Regions from separate parts of the Mus musculus genome. Here region 1 is linked to region 2. Evidence: chromatin contacts called from public promoter capture Hi-C data. All regions are on one chromosome and are shown on one strand. Each heading gives the region's core, a stretch centred on a gene start, on an enhancer-like site or on the middle of the called end of the contact. The rest is flanking DNA. Distances are from core to core; before and after follow the strand shown.

Evidence for each region. Promoter capture Hi-C pulls out the DNA fragments that hold promoters and counts their contacts.
Region 1: a contact with region 2 is called in a promoter capture Hi-C map of hippocampal neurons, with 2.0 times the contacts expected there. The contact joins the promoter of 2810001G20Rik here to the promoter of Trim16 in region 2. A contact is called at or near these places in 2 of 39 promoter capture datasets (hippocampal neurons and pre-B cells) and 1 of 115 datasets of contacts at active chromatin or transcription factors (large pre-B cells).

What each region holds. Positions count from the first base shown.
Region 1 is chr11:64,074,949-64,082,098 of GRCm38.p6, forward strand. 2810001G20Rik (RIKEN cDNA 2810001G20 gene) reads left to right here and starts at 4,536. Exons shown (of 2, transcript NR_033780.1): 1 at 4,536-4,829. Cox10 (heme A:farnesyltransferase cytochrome c oxidase assembly factor 10) reads right to left here and starts at 4,524. Exons shown (of 7, transcript NM_178379.3): 1 at 4,388-4,524. The coding sequence starts at 4,430.
Region 2 is chr11:62,817,031-62,823,798 of GRCm38.p6, forward strand. It overlaps Trim16 (tripartite motif-containing 16), which reads left to right and starts at 3,223. Exons shown (of 6, transcript NM_053169.2): 1 at 3,223-3,969. The coding sequence starts at 3,475.

The DNA of each region.
Region 1 (7,150 bases), core at 3,286-5,785, 1.3 Mb after region 2:
AGGAGTGGGCTTTGAGGTTTCAAATGTTCATGTCATCCCCAGTTAGTGCTCCCCCTCTCCCTCTTCCTCTTATAAGTTACCTTAGTCACGGTGTCTCTTCACAGCAACAGAAAAGTAACCAAGACAACTACCTGTCCCTAAAAAACGGGTAGTTATTAATCTTTAACTCATTTCTGAAGCTCCAGTAAGCCAATATCTGATTACTTTTGGTGTCTTCATGTGAGTGGACAGCCTTATGTCTCTATGGCCACTTCTTTCTCACATGCATCTCTATCCTTTATTGCAGGTTCCAGGAGCATCTTGAGCTCTTCCGTTCTCAGCTAATGAATCAACATGTTCACTCAACTCTGTCCCTCTCTTTCTATCCCTACCGAGAGACTCTATGATCTTACACTGGAGTAGAGTAACAGCAGTCAGAGTGAAGACAGTCATCAGCCTTCATGCATCTCCTTTCTTTTCCAGCCCATGTTTCACAGATTGCACCCCTTAAGCCTCCCCAAACAATATTACCATCTTGGGACTGAAGGTTCAAATGTCTGTGCCTGTATTCAAACCACCATGCCCTACATAGCACTCACACAAACATGGATATCTACTTTATCACAGCAATGCTGCTTCATGACCTCACAACTAAGCCGACCACACATAATTGAATCAACTTTATTTACACTGCTTCCTCGTATGCAATCTATTTTCTACTTATCAAATGTTCAATCTCTTTCCACTGTTCTACAATGTTATATTGTGTTTTATGACAGCACTTTTTTCTTTTATTCTTCTCCCCTATATTACATCCTGACCACAGTTTCCTCTCCCACCCACCCACCCCAACCTCCCCTCTTAGCCAGATCCACTCCTCCTCCATCTCACTTCAGAAAAGGGTAGGCTTCCCATGTGTTATCAAGCAAACATAGCATAACAAGTTACAATAAGACTAGCACATCCCCTCATATTAAGGCTGGACAACGCAACACAGTAGGAGGAAAGGGGTCCCAAGAGCAGGCAAACGAATCAGAGACATCCTCTACTCCCACTGTTATGCATTCCATAAGAACACTAAGCTATACAACCATAACATAGAGAGGACCTTGATAAGACCCATGCAGGCACCCTGATTGTCGGTTCAGTCTCTATGAATTCCTATGAGCCCTGGTTAGCTGATTCTTCCAGCCATGTTTTTATGACCTCTCTGGCTCCTACAATCCTTCTTCCTCTTCCATGGGCTTCCCCAATCTCTGCCTAGTGTTTGGCCATGGATCTCTAAATCTGAAGCAAACTGTTCTCATCGGTTATAGAATGCAGTGCTCGGAATGAAACAGCCTCTATCTTCACTAGACTGGCAGTGCCTGCTTGCAAGAGTCCATCAGGATCCAGCTTGATAGCTGCTGGCATTCCCTCCCAGAGGGGTTGGGGAGGACTTGGACTCTCACCTGATCCAGCCACTCCTCACAACCATTTGTTTGCTATTCTGCCTTAACTGCATATGGCCTCAGGCTTAGAGATACTAGAGTAATAAGGCCGGGAAAGGTGCCCTTTCATGGCTATGGGGAAGCCATCATCTACACTGGGTACAAACTTGCAAGTGCAGCTGCTTTGATATCCCCTCCTACTCCTGCCGGTAGCCCCCTCACCCATGCTCTATAAGCAACCCAATAAAAACAATGGCTCCCTAGGCTGAACTTTGGTGGAACCATCCTTTGGTTTTTGATTAGGACCTTATGATGAGAGAGTAGGCACTGTTTCCATCTCCCCAAGGAAAGATTTCTCAAAACACCATCATCATATTGTTTAGTTCTTCAGATGGCAGAGTCTCTTCTTTAGTCAACTCTGCTACTACAGCTCCTGGACACTTGCCATATAACAAAGTGAAATGACATTTGGTAACTGACTAGCACAAGTAGACTTCCTGAACTGTGAGAACAAGTCCTGTCCTTGGAAATACAAGGCCATTATCTGAAAGTAGAGGTAAGCCAATTTGGCACTGAAGTCATATCTTCAAATCGCAATTATGACACGCTTACTTTCAAGTGAATGGATATATGTTTGCCTTGGAACCACCCTGGAAATTCGTTCTAGATTAGATGGGTCAATCTGAAACTGTACAGAATGGCTGTAACAACACTGTGAGGGGTGGGGAGAGACACAGCTTGGAAACTGTATTTATAAGTGACTTGGTTTTGTCAAAGTGTGTCAAGTGTCCATGAACAAATACATAGAAAATAAAAGCAATTTCTGGCCTAAGTAAGCACATGAAAATACACTTTAAGATCCACAGGACTTTCAACAGATATATTAAAATCTGAAGAGATAATCAGAACACCTATACTCATCATTAACACTGGACTGCGACTGCAGGGCTTTGTAAATCAACTAAGGAGACTTAAAGTTCCTGAACCATATTTAATGGAAATGAGAAAAACTTAAACTTTTATGAGCCAACTCAGAAGTAACTGCTAGTTACTAAACAACCTTAATGATCCCTCTGCCGACTCTTCCCATCAAACTTCTTAGAGGGATCTTTCATATATTTACATATGAGCAGGTTTTTCTGAAGATATGCTCAATTTCAGAAAATAAGCTATTAGTTCCCACTGTTTTACAGCTCCAGAGGCTGATCCTAGAACAGAGGGGTGGGGGGGTGCATATGCAACCTGTCTCCTAGCATGATGAGACTTAAGAGTCAAAACAGAATTGTCCTAGAAGAAGCTGAAATACTGCCGGGCAGTGGTGGCACACGCCTTTAATCCCCGCACTAGGGAGGCAGAGGCAGGCAGATTTCTGAGTTCAAGGCCAGCCTGGTCTACAAAGTGAGTTCCAGGACTGCCAGGGCTACACAGAGAAACCAACCCTGTCTCGAACCCCCCCCCCCAAAAAAAAGAAGCTGAAATACCAAACAGAAAAGTAGAAAGAAAGGTTGCCCTGAGGAATCTGTATACAAAGAAGAAGCGTCCGTACAGACAGATAGTCCAGCACTGAGATGAGCCCTCTAAGAATGAGTACCGAGTGTCTGCATCGAGGAATACTCACAATCAGCGATTACAGAAAGTAACAAAGAAGTGAGTCAAGAAAGACTCACAACAGACACACACACACACACACACACACACACACGAAGAACCCCATAAACTTTTTATTTTAGAAAATGACAGTCATATGAAAAGAGGTGTCCAAGGAGGCTCTATCACTCAACGCACAGCTTTGACAATTACCAAGTACTGCCCAACTTTGTCTCTTCTACCCACCCTTCCACTTCCTGCCCTGGTTTATGAGCCAGAAGGTACCTTTGAGATCACCTAGCTCAGTTACCTTATTATAGACGCGTAAATGTTTCATTAAAGAAAGTCAAATGATCTGCACTGGGATCATACAAACGCACGGGAGAAAAGAGCTCTACAGAAGCACAGTGATCACCACAGTCAGCCAGACACAGTGGGCAGTGTGTAAGTGACAGGGAGGCCTACAGGATGGTTCTGGGCTGTGAGAAGGTACACAATGGCTTCCACTATCTTGTCTGTACTATAGATCACTTTGCCACCATCCATGGATACTAGTCACAAAACCAACCTCCTCTTTAAAATTTCTACCAGCACAATCTCATTCATTCACAAATGACTGAGCATCACCAATGCACATAGGCATTGCTCTGGGCATGAGGGATACAGTGGTGAACCAGGGAGACAGACTATCTTTACTTTCACAAAGTGTTTCTCTTACTGGGAGGAACACACTAAATTGTTGCACATCTGTACTGCAGGTGTGAACAATTACACCGTGTGTTATTCATGATAAATTAATATGATATAAGAAAAGAAGGATAAAGACTCCTATTTTAGTTAGAGTGCTAAGGTTGGCCTCCCTGAAAAGGTAAAATATAGGAGCTTTTCAAGAGTTTGTGATAAACACACATCTGTCAAAAGTCCTTCTGATGGAAGGAGCCATACTGATGGTACAGCGCTGGCTCAATGGGATTCAGTTGGCAGTTATCATTATCATGGTGATTAAGGTAACACTTTAAGCTGGAAGACAGCTCCTTAACGGGGGGGGGGGGGGGGGGGAGGTGCGCTTCTTGTCATTAAAAGGCGGTGGCCAGGAACCGCGGCTCTCATGTGCCAGGCTTGTGGAGCCCCATGGTTTATCCTGTCCCTCCATCTTGCACTGTCTGAAACTCCAAAGAGCACGGGATATCAAGCCTTAGGGACCACCTGGCCTACGGTGCAAAGCTGGTCCACAATACTTGGCCTCGTCCCTTCAGGTGACCCTAAAGGTCACCTCCCTGCCAAGTGACAAGCCAAGGGCTTCCAAGGTTGCAGGCGGCCGGCAACACGGTACCGCACATGGCAAAAAAGAAAACAATTCGTCCACGATCATTCCCAACCGGGTACAATACCTGTGAGGAGGCGCGAGGAAATGGTGTGCGGGGACGCGGCCATAACGTACTGGTGCAGCAGTCCCCAGGACCCCAGGACGCCTCTCACCTCACCGGCTCCTGGGCGCCGCCATCTTGCTAGCCCGCCCTCTGAGTGAGGCGGGACTTCCTCTTGTCACTTCCGGCTCCCAGCGCTCTCTGAAAGCTAGGCTAGCGGAGCTTATAAAGATCGGATGGTAGAGCTTTCGCTTTCCCCTCAGACGCTCCAGATGTAGACTAGGTGAGCTCTCTGCCCGGGAGGGACAGATCGTCGGAGCCCGCGGGCGGAAGGCGAGTCGTGGCGGGGTTAGGGCTCTGGAGTCCGGCCCGGCCCGGCAGTCCCCTGAGCTTGAAAGAATTGAATGCCTCCTCAGTTGTCACCCAGGCTGATCTTGCGCAGGCTGTTGGCTTCTCGTGGAGTTTGGTAAGTAAAAAAACGAGGAAGAAAGAAACTCATTAAAAGAGCAAAACATGACTTACAAGGGCAGTTTGTGTTTGCTTTCAGCGATGAGGTGAGATCTCTGTGGTTCACCTCAGGTGCTGATCAGGGGCCACTGAGACAGGAGTTTGTGTAAGAGCACGCACTGTGTCTCTGCAGCAAGAACTGGTCATGGTGAGCGTCATCCCGATAGGGATAAGGTAGAAAGCGCTATGGAATGAGGTTAGCATTTCTGTGAAGTAGGCTAAAGAAAGGCTTTGAAGAGCCAACTTGCTGCTCAGTAGAAGGAACTGTGAGAGTTTTCCAGTTTACCAGGAAGACAGAGCAGAGAATGGGATTTTCTGAGGCCCATCACAGTTCATCACTGTGGACCTAGGATAATGGTTGTCCCCATCAAATTAATCTTAGACTAAGGAAGAAGAGGATGGATTTCTGGTGAATAACTGAAAAGTTAACAACTGTTCAATCCACTGTTTTTCGAGCACTTTGAAATGCTGTGTTAAGTGAAATATTACAAAGTACAAACCTTAAATCAACAAATGAAAAGCACAATTTGGGATCTAATCACACCAACAGTGAGTGCTGCTTAGGGGAGGCCTTCTGCTTTACAGCTATCTTGGTTAATTAGACCCACTGTTCCTGGAACTCTGATCATCATAAATAAGTTAGCCCTTTACAAACTAGATCTCAGATACCTAACTCAATGGTTACATGGTATGGAACCTGAGGGCTAGAGAGATTGCGTGATTCAAACTGTAGATTGTATAGCAGTCTACTGTACTTCCTATCTCTTTATAGTTGTCTCTTAAAATTTGTGTTATAAAACCAAAAAGTGATAGGACTGTACACCTATAAGATGGCTATAAACAAAATTAATCAATAGCAGGAGTTAACAAGTTAGTGAAGAAGTAGGAATCCTGATACATTGTTTATAGGAATATAAAATATTGTAGCCACTTTGGAAAAGCAGTTTAGGTGTTCCTCAATAAGTTAAACACAGCGCTACCTCCTGACCCAGCTGTGCCTTTCCCAGGTATATTCCCAAGACAAATGACAGCATTCATTCACTCATAATATCCCAAAGTGGATATAACTCAAGTTATACATCAACTGATATTCTGTGACATATCCACATACTGGCCTATTTGCCATGAAATGAAAATAAAGTGCAAATACATACTACAACCATGAAAACAATACTAAGTTGAAGAAATCAATCACAAAAGGCCATGTATTAGATAGTTTCCATGTGTATGAAAATTCCAGAATTCTTAAGTCATTAAAGAGAGGCAGTAGGTAAGTAATTACCTGGTGCTAGTGGGAGGAGTAGAGAGAAAAGAGGAATGTCGCTGGTGGGTACAGGGCTCATTTAGATAGAGAGAAAATGAAAATAGTCCTAAATTGATTGTGGGGTGGTTATACAACTTTCAATATACTTAAAACCTTAGTGTAGACAGTTGATACCAATTTTGTAGATGTAAAATTTTATGAAGATAGTTGTATATAAGTATCTTCATATATTTCATACATGAATACATTATGGAGATAATAGGTGTTATTTTCATAGAAATTGTCTAAAGACTGTCCAACTCTGTCTTAGTTAGAGGTTCCCTTGCTGTGAAGAAGTACCACGACCACAGCAACACTTACAAGGGAAAGCATTTAACGGAGGGTGGCTGACATACAGTTCAGAGGTTTAGTTCATATCATCATGGAGGGAAGCATAGTGCCATTCAGGCAGGCATGGTGCTGGAGAGCCGAGAGTTCTACATCAGCATGTGAAGGCAGCAGGAAAAGACTGGGCCTGGCTTGAGCACCTGAGACCTGAAAGCCCACCCCTTAGTGACACACTTCCTCCAACAAGGCCACACCTCCTAATAGGACCATTCCCTATGGGCCTATGTGGGTCTTTTTTTTTTTTTTTTTCAAACCACCACAGACTCCCTCAGTTTTCATTATTCATCATGCCAGCTTCTCACTGATTACAAGTTCCCCAGCCTCTGCTTCGTATTCCTTGGCATCAGCATACTTCCTCTCTGGGAAAAAAAAAATCTTACTTACAATAGGGATAAATAAAAAGAAATATTTTAATGGTCGTGAGTTGGGGTCCTTCCTTTGTTCCTTGCTACTGAGGGTTTAAATGAAGCAGGCACTTCTAAGCTCTACCTCCAGCCCCATGCTGATTCTTTGCATGATGAGAAAACTTCAAGAGGACTCAACTACTGCTAGGGAGTAACATCTTTAAACTGTGCTTCCAGCAGATGGGAAGCAGGGAGGAAGAGAAACTAGCCCCTTCTCCTTCTGCC
Region 2 (6,768 bases), core at 1,973-4,472:
AGGGGATAGGGTCAGCTGAGAACTGGGGATGGAGACAGAGATATTAGGGGACATTTAAGTTGCAGTTACTGTGTAAGGAGGCAAAAGAAACTAACAGACTGACTAAAATGGTTGCGATATCCCGTGTCTTCATGGAAAGGAAGGGGCAGTCATTGCAGGACATAGAAAATTAGAAATTAGGGTATAAGAGAGTCCACGACTTTATTTCTTCAAACTTCTGGTTTTGAGGTATTGAAGGGCATCTAAGGCTTGGACAGTTGCGTTCCAGACCCTGGTAGTGGGGTCAGAGCTTGGGCCTAGCAGATACCTCCCAAAGACCCTGCTTAATGATAAAGAGGATTCAGACATTTTGATGGCTCCTGTGATGGGTCTATAGAGAGACCAGTGTCTTCCACTCTATGTCCGTATCAGATAACACAAGCAAAGCATTGTCCTAACCCCAAGGTTGCTCAGGCACAATCTCTAGGAACCAACTCAGAACTCTGTTTGCTAGCCTTGGCTTAGGTCAGTATCTCAGTTATGAAGTTTAGAGAAAACAGATGCTATAACAGGTGAAGGTAGGACCCAGAATCAGGTTTCCTACAGTGTCATGACTGGGTGTTGTCTGTTAACTCTGGGCATTGGTGGAGGGACGGTCATGCCCATGTACTATGTTAAAGTGTTAGTCATAGAAGGGGGGTGGGGACAGGAAATAATTCCTTAATGAAAGATGAAAGGGTAGGAATAAAACTGTGAGAGAAAGAATGAGAGACAAGTGGGAACCAAATGGAGACAGCAGACTCCCTTCTTTCTCTTCCACCTTTGAGGCTGTAGAATGGGTCAGGCAGGGCAATCACTTCTCTTCCTCATTCTGAGAGAGGTCAGAGACAGAGAGGCATGTTGGAAAACCAGTTCATCTTCTGGTAAGTCTTGGTCATTCGTGGAAATATCTGTTAGTATTGAAGAAGTGTCTAAGAATGAACTGGGGATGGTTGGGCAGGCTTTTTTTTTTCTCTTGTCTGGAGATATAAAAACCATGAAATGAATAAGGTTCTGGGAATTGACTTTTGGAAAGCTTCAGAGGGTGGGACATTTAGGGACAAGGACACTTGGGGAACTTGGCTAAACACTCTAGGAAATCATGCCATGGGTGTTCCATAGTGTCTTTAAATAATGCAGGGCTGCATCTGGGATGAGTTTGCAGCCTTTTGTATACTATGATTCTGAGAAGCCTGTGGATTTCTTGGATTTTTGACAAGTTCTGCCAAGAAATATCCCCGGGTCTGTCTAGTTTACCCCAAGGAAACAGAGATGCATGGTGGTGCCATATTAGACTAATCTCAGTCCTAAAGTCCAGAGGTACGCCACGTCTGGAAGAGCTCTTTCCCCCCAGGAACCACTTGCTTCTCATCCCATCCTCTAGCCATGAGCTTCATCCCCCTCCTCACCCTCCAAATTCACACACTGAGGTCATAACCCCCCATTACCTCAGAGCATGACTGCTTTTGGAGGTAGGTCTTTGAACAGGTCATTAAGAAAAAAAATGAGGTAGGATGGTCCCCTAGTTCAGCCTCACTGATGTCTAAAGGAAGCAATCAGGACACAGACAAGCACAGGGAAGACGGCATGAAGGACGGGAGGGCAAGCCAAGGAGTGCGGTCTCAGAAGAAGGCCACGGCATCTCCACGCGTGGGAGCTCACCCTTGCAGAGGTGTCGGGAAATTAACTCCTGTCATCAAAGTCAGTCAGTCTGTGGCACTTTGTAAGGACAGCCTGAGAAAATGAGGGCACCTCATTTAGGAACAGTTTTATTAGCTGGATGTGGGGCTAGTTTAGCAACTGTCTCTTCGTGGAGATCACAGAGTAAGATACGGGGCCTAGAAAGGCTGGAGAGAGCTGTATGTGGAAGGGGACAGTGCCTTCCCTCTTCTACCCGATGGCCCCTTCCTGTGCCCATTCTCAGCCAGCTCCTGGAATGCCCTAGAAGCGGACACTGGAGGGTCAGGGTTATAAACATCCATCAATTTCTGTGGTTTCAGAACCAGGATGCTTGCACAGGGTGGCAAACACAGAGACCATGCGTTTCGCAAAAGAGAAAAATCATATTTGAAGGCAGCTGAGCTGAGCATGGAAGGGGAGAAGCACAGTTAGATCCACTTCCTGGAGGGTGGGGTCTGGTGAGGATTTATGAGATAGGGAAGGGTGGCTGAGAGGACCATAATCGGTCCTCATGGCTCTTCGTGGGATGCATGTTCAGGACAGGTCAGTGTTAGAATGTTCTGAGGGCAGAAGTTTTGGTCTTCTGATGCCAAAAGGTCACCCACTAGTTACCTGCTCAGGTCCAGATGAGTCAATTTCAACAAAAGGCCATCAAGTTTCGGAGAAGCAAGCCAGACAACTGTTATCATCAAAGCCCACATGTTAGAGGTTTATGGCAGAGAGTGGAAGGCCAGGGCCCTGTCCACTGGGTGGCTTCTCACATGAGTGAGTTTTAAAAGTCAACCAGAAGTGGAGCTAGGAGGACGGTTCAGTGGGTAAAGTGCTTGCTAGGTGTGCATGGCCACCTGCAGCCATGCAATGGTGCTTATCTGTAACCCCAGCACTGGGGCAAGAGTCTAGAATATCCCTCTGACTTGCTGGCCTGCTGCGCTAGGTGACCTAGCGTGTTCCAGGTTCACTGTGAGGTCCTCTCTCATGAAATGAGGTGGAGAGCAATTAAGAAAGACACTAGATGTCAAACTCTGTCACACACACACACACACACACACACACACACACACGACTAAAATAAAACAAAAGTCTGATAAAAGCAAGTTATTAAAAGCAGATAAAGCTAGATTGACTATGTCTGTCTGTCTGTCTGTATGTCAGGTTTTGTGGTGGTGGTGGTAGGACCAAGCTGGTGGCTCATTTAGGATTAGCAGCTGCCCTATTATCAAAGTCCTTACATTTTGGACCCCTTTAAAAATATATGGAGTAGAGAGAAGGGGAGGGGGAGGGGAGAGAGAGGGAGGGATGGAGGAAGGAGAGAGAGAGAGAGAGAGAGATCCACCGCAAAATATGGCTTGTGGGACCGCTCAAAGCCGCAGAGGCTTACAATAGAGCTCAGGAATCTTGCCCTTTTTTCCAGTCCCACAGGCACACGTGGTCTCCGGAAGAGCCTATGGGGTGTGCGTGAATGAGTCCCGTAAGAATAGAAGTTTCAGGGCTGGGCTAGGAATGAGAATGAGAAGCCTGAGCCAAGGAACAGACACAGGAGCCAAGTGGCAAGGCAGTTCTGAGCCTTGTCACTGTGGCTGGCTACTAGCCAATCTGGAGGAGCCTCGTCCTGTCTGAGTAACTGAGCTTCCTCGGGAGGGAGGAAACAGTTAATGTCTCAGGGCAGCTGCAATCTGCTAGGCGTGGCTCTCTGGTTTGACTTGGGCTACTCAGATCCTGAGCCAAGGGACCGCGAGGAAGGACGCCTTAGTCCTTAGTCCGCAGAGCCTCCACCAGATGGCTGAATTGGATCTGATTGCCCCGGGGCCTCTGACCGGGGTCACTGCTCACCCTTTGGCCCCTCTCGGCCCAGACCCTGTGTCAGCTATCCCAGCAGAAAAAGAAGATGCGGACCCTCTCAGCAAGTCAGGTGAGGAAACCCAGGAGCAGGGTCATGACCCCGCAGAGGTCGGGGCTCCTGGTGAAGAGGATCAGATCTTGTGTGACTTCTGTCTTGGGGCCAGCAGAGTAAGGGCAGTGAAATCCTGTCTGACCTGCATGGTGAACTACTGTGAGGAGCACCTGCGGCCACACCAGGAGAACAGCAAACTGCACAGCCACCAGCTAACCGAACCCGCAAAGGACCAGGATCTACGCACCTGCCCTGCCCACCACAGCCCTTTGGTTTCCTTCTGCCACACGCACCAGCAGTGTATCTGCCAGGAATGCGGGGAGGGTGAACACAGAGGCGACAGTACTGTCTCCCTGGATGCAGCCCGCAGGAACAAAGAGGTGAGTAGTGGGGTCTGTCGCCTGGGAGGGACCAGTGGGAGGAGGTGTCCCCAGGGAGAGGTCACACATGCTGCATTTGTGGCTCTGTTGATGCCAGTTTGTTCCGAGTCAACAGAGGAGAACTTTAGCGGTAGTGCCTGGGTGTTGGTTCGCTGTAAGTATCTATAGCCGCTGGCTTTGGAAACAAAAGTGGGTCACTGTCCCCATCTCAGTGTCCCTGTTGCTGTGCGGTCTCTATTGTCTCTGCCAGGCATAGGAATTTCCTGCTGTTTCTAGTTAGAGTTTAGTAATGTGCATTTGGGTGTGTGCTGTAGAAGGTTAGCCTCAGGAGTGTGGTATTTCCCTCTGGCAGGATCTGTGAGGCATATATCAACCCATGAAAACCTTGGCAGAAGTCCAAGGGAAAAGAAGAAACCTCAGACTTCATTTCTCCTTTTCTTCCTTCCTCTCTTTCTTAACTTCTTTCTTTCTTTCTTTCTTTCTTTCTTTCTTTCTTTCTTTCTTTCTTTCTTTCTTTCTTTCTTTCTTCCTTCCTTCCTTCCTTCCTTCCTTCCTTCCTTCCTTCCTTTCTTTTTTTTTGAATCGCAAAACCACAAAAGAAGCTAACACAAAATGCTGCATTCAAGTAAAACAAAACAAAACAAAACAAAAACTGCCAAGATAACAGAATTTGAAACGCACACGGAAGTTAATGCCAAGGGCGACTTAACTTACTGGAGAATAAAGGTTCCTTACGGGATAGGCTGGCAGGAGCACCTGAGAAACACTGTGCTCGAAGTCTGAAATTTTACTTTTATCAGATAAAAAAGTCATTTCTGAAGCACTGCTTGCCTTTATCTGGAAGCCAAGATCCTGGATGAGACATTGGGGGTGGACCCCCGCAGCTTTCCCACTTTGAGTTTCTCCCACTTTGAGTTTCCCCAGTAGGAAGTAAGGTTGACTCCGCCCACACACAGGTCCTGGTTCACGCTCAAGGCAGTTCCCTCTTTGCACTGTTGGTTGGCACACCCAGAGCCTTTCTGTGGCATGTGTTCCTGGGCAGTAAAGGAAAGTGGTATCTGGGCAAGGAACTTTCCTAACCAGGGTATTTCTTTTGTTCCTGTACCAGAGGTAGACTCTCTCTAGTCCTGGATGGGTGTAGTTCTGCAGAGTTCGACACTCCAGATGCTAATGAGTCACCATTTCCGGCCCAGGAAGCCACTTGTCAACTGTTTCCAGTGTTTCTAGTATCAAGGGATGTCCTATACGGAAAGTATGGCAATCAACAAATACATCAAAGGAAAGGGACCCACCCAACTTGAAAATATTTTTTGGTGTGGATTTTCCCATCTGATATTTCAGTAATTATTAGGTGAGGGCTCTGAAGGTCTCTGTTGTACTTGTTCAAAGTTACGCAGTTGATGAGCGAGGCATGGAAGCTTCTGGAACACCATCTTATTAGAGAAAAATGAAGGAAGACCCTCAAATTGCAACATTGTAACTTTAATATTTATTCATTTGTTTTGTATGTGGGTGTGTGTGCATGAGGATGCATGTATGTGAACATGTGTGTTGAGGCAGAGGTTAACCTCAGGCAGGGAGTCTCCTCAGGAGTTGTCAAATTAAAAAAAAAAGCTCACTATTCTCAAAAATATCCTATAGGTATGCAATGAAATATGATTACATGTATTCGCATATAATTATATTTTCTCCCCCAACTCTTCCATATCCCCCCAATATGTCCTCTCTCAGCTCAATGTCTCCTCCTCCTCCTTCTTTTTAAATATAGCTGAATAAGTCTAGTTAATGCCTCTTTGAGCATGGGAGTGGGGCATCCACGGGAGCACGGGAACCCTGCCAGACCATATCCTCAAAGAAGAGTGTTTCTCTCTCCCTTAGGAAGTCTCAACTGCCAGTAGCTCCTTGGTTTGCTTGAGATGGAACAGGCTTTCTCATTTGGACTGAAGCTAACCAAATAGGCTGGTCTGACTGGCCAGAAAGACCCAGGGATCGACCTGTCCCTGCCTCCCCAGCACTGGGCTATCAGCACCTAATACTATGCCTAAATGTTTTGTAATCTGAACATATTTTAGATTTGTTTTATGTGTATATTTTGCCTACATATATGTATGGGCACCACCTGTGTGCCTGGTACCTGTGGAAATCAGAAGGAGGGGGTGTCAGTTCCCATGGAACTGGAATTATGAACTGATGTGAGCTGTCATGTGGCTGTGCTAAGAACCAAACCCAGGTCCTCTGCAAGAGCAGCAAGTGTTCTTAATGGCTGAACCATCTCTCCAGCCCCCAGCTTTAAAAAGATTAATTTATTTTATTTTATGCATATGGATGCTTTGTCTGTATGTATGTTTGTGCACCATTTGCATGCCAGGTACCAGAAGTACAGACCGTTGTGAGCCACCCTGTGGGCGCTGGGAATTAAACCCCAGTCCTCTGGATCATAGCCAGAGCTCTTAGTGGCTGAGCCATCACTTTGGCACCTCCAGTTTTTTAAGATGTGAGTTCTGATTATTGAATTTAGTTCCTCATGCTTGTTCAGCAAGCATTTCACCAACTGAGCTATTGCCCCAGACCTAAACAACAACAAAACCATCACACACACACACACACACACAAAATCTGGTATATATACATTAAAGACATTTGGCCTCAGCACGTTACTATTCTCTTGGATATAGTGTCTGAATTTTACTATTTTCTACTTAGAAAGTCTGTGCAGGAGAACATTAAAGAAAAAAACCTATCAAATAATGTAACAGAGTAGAGAAGAAGTTCTCCACCCTGATTCTAGATCCCACATCC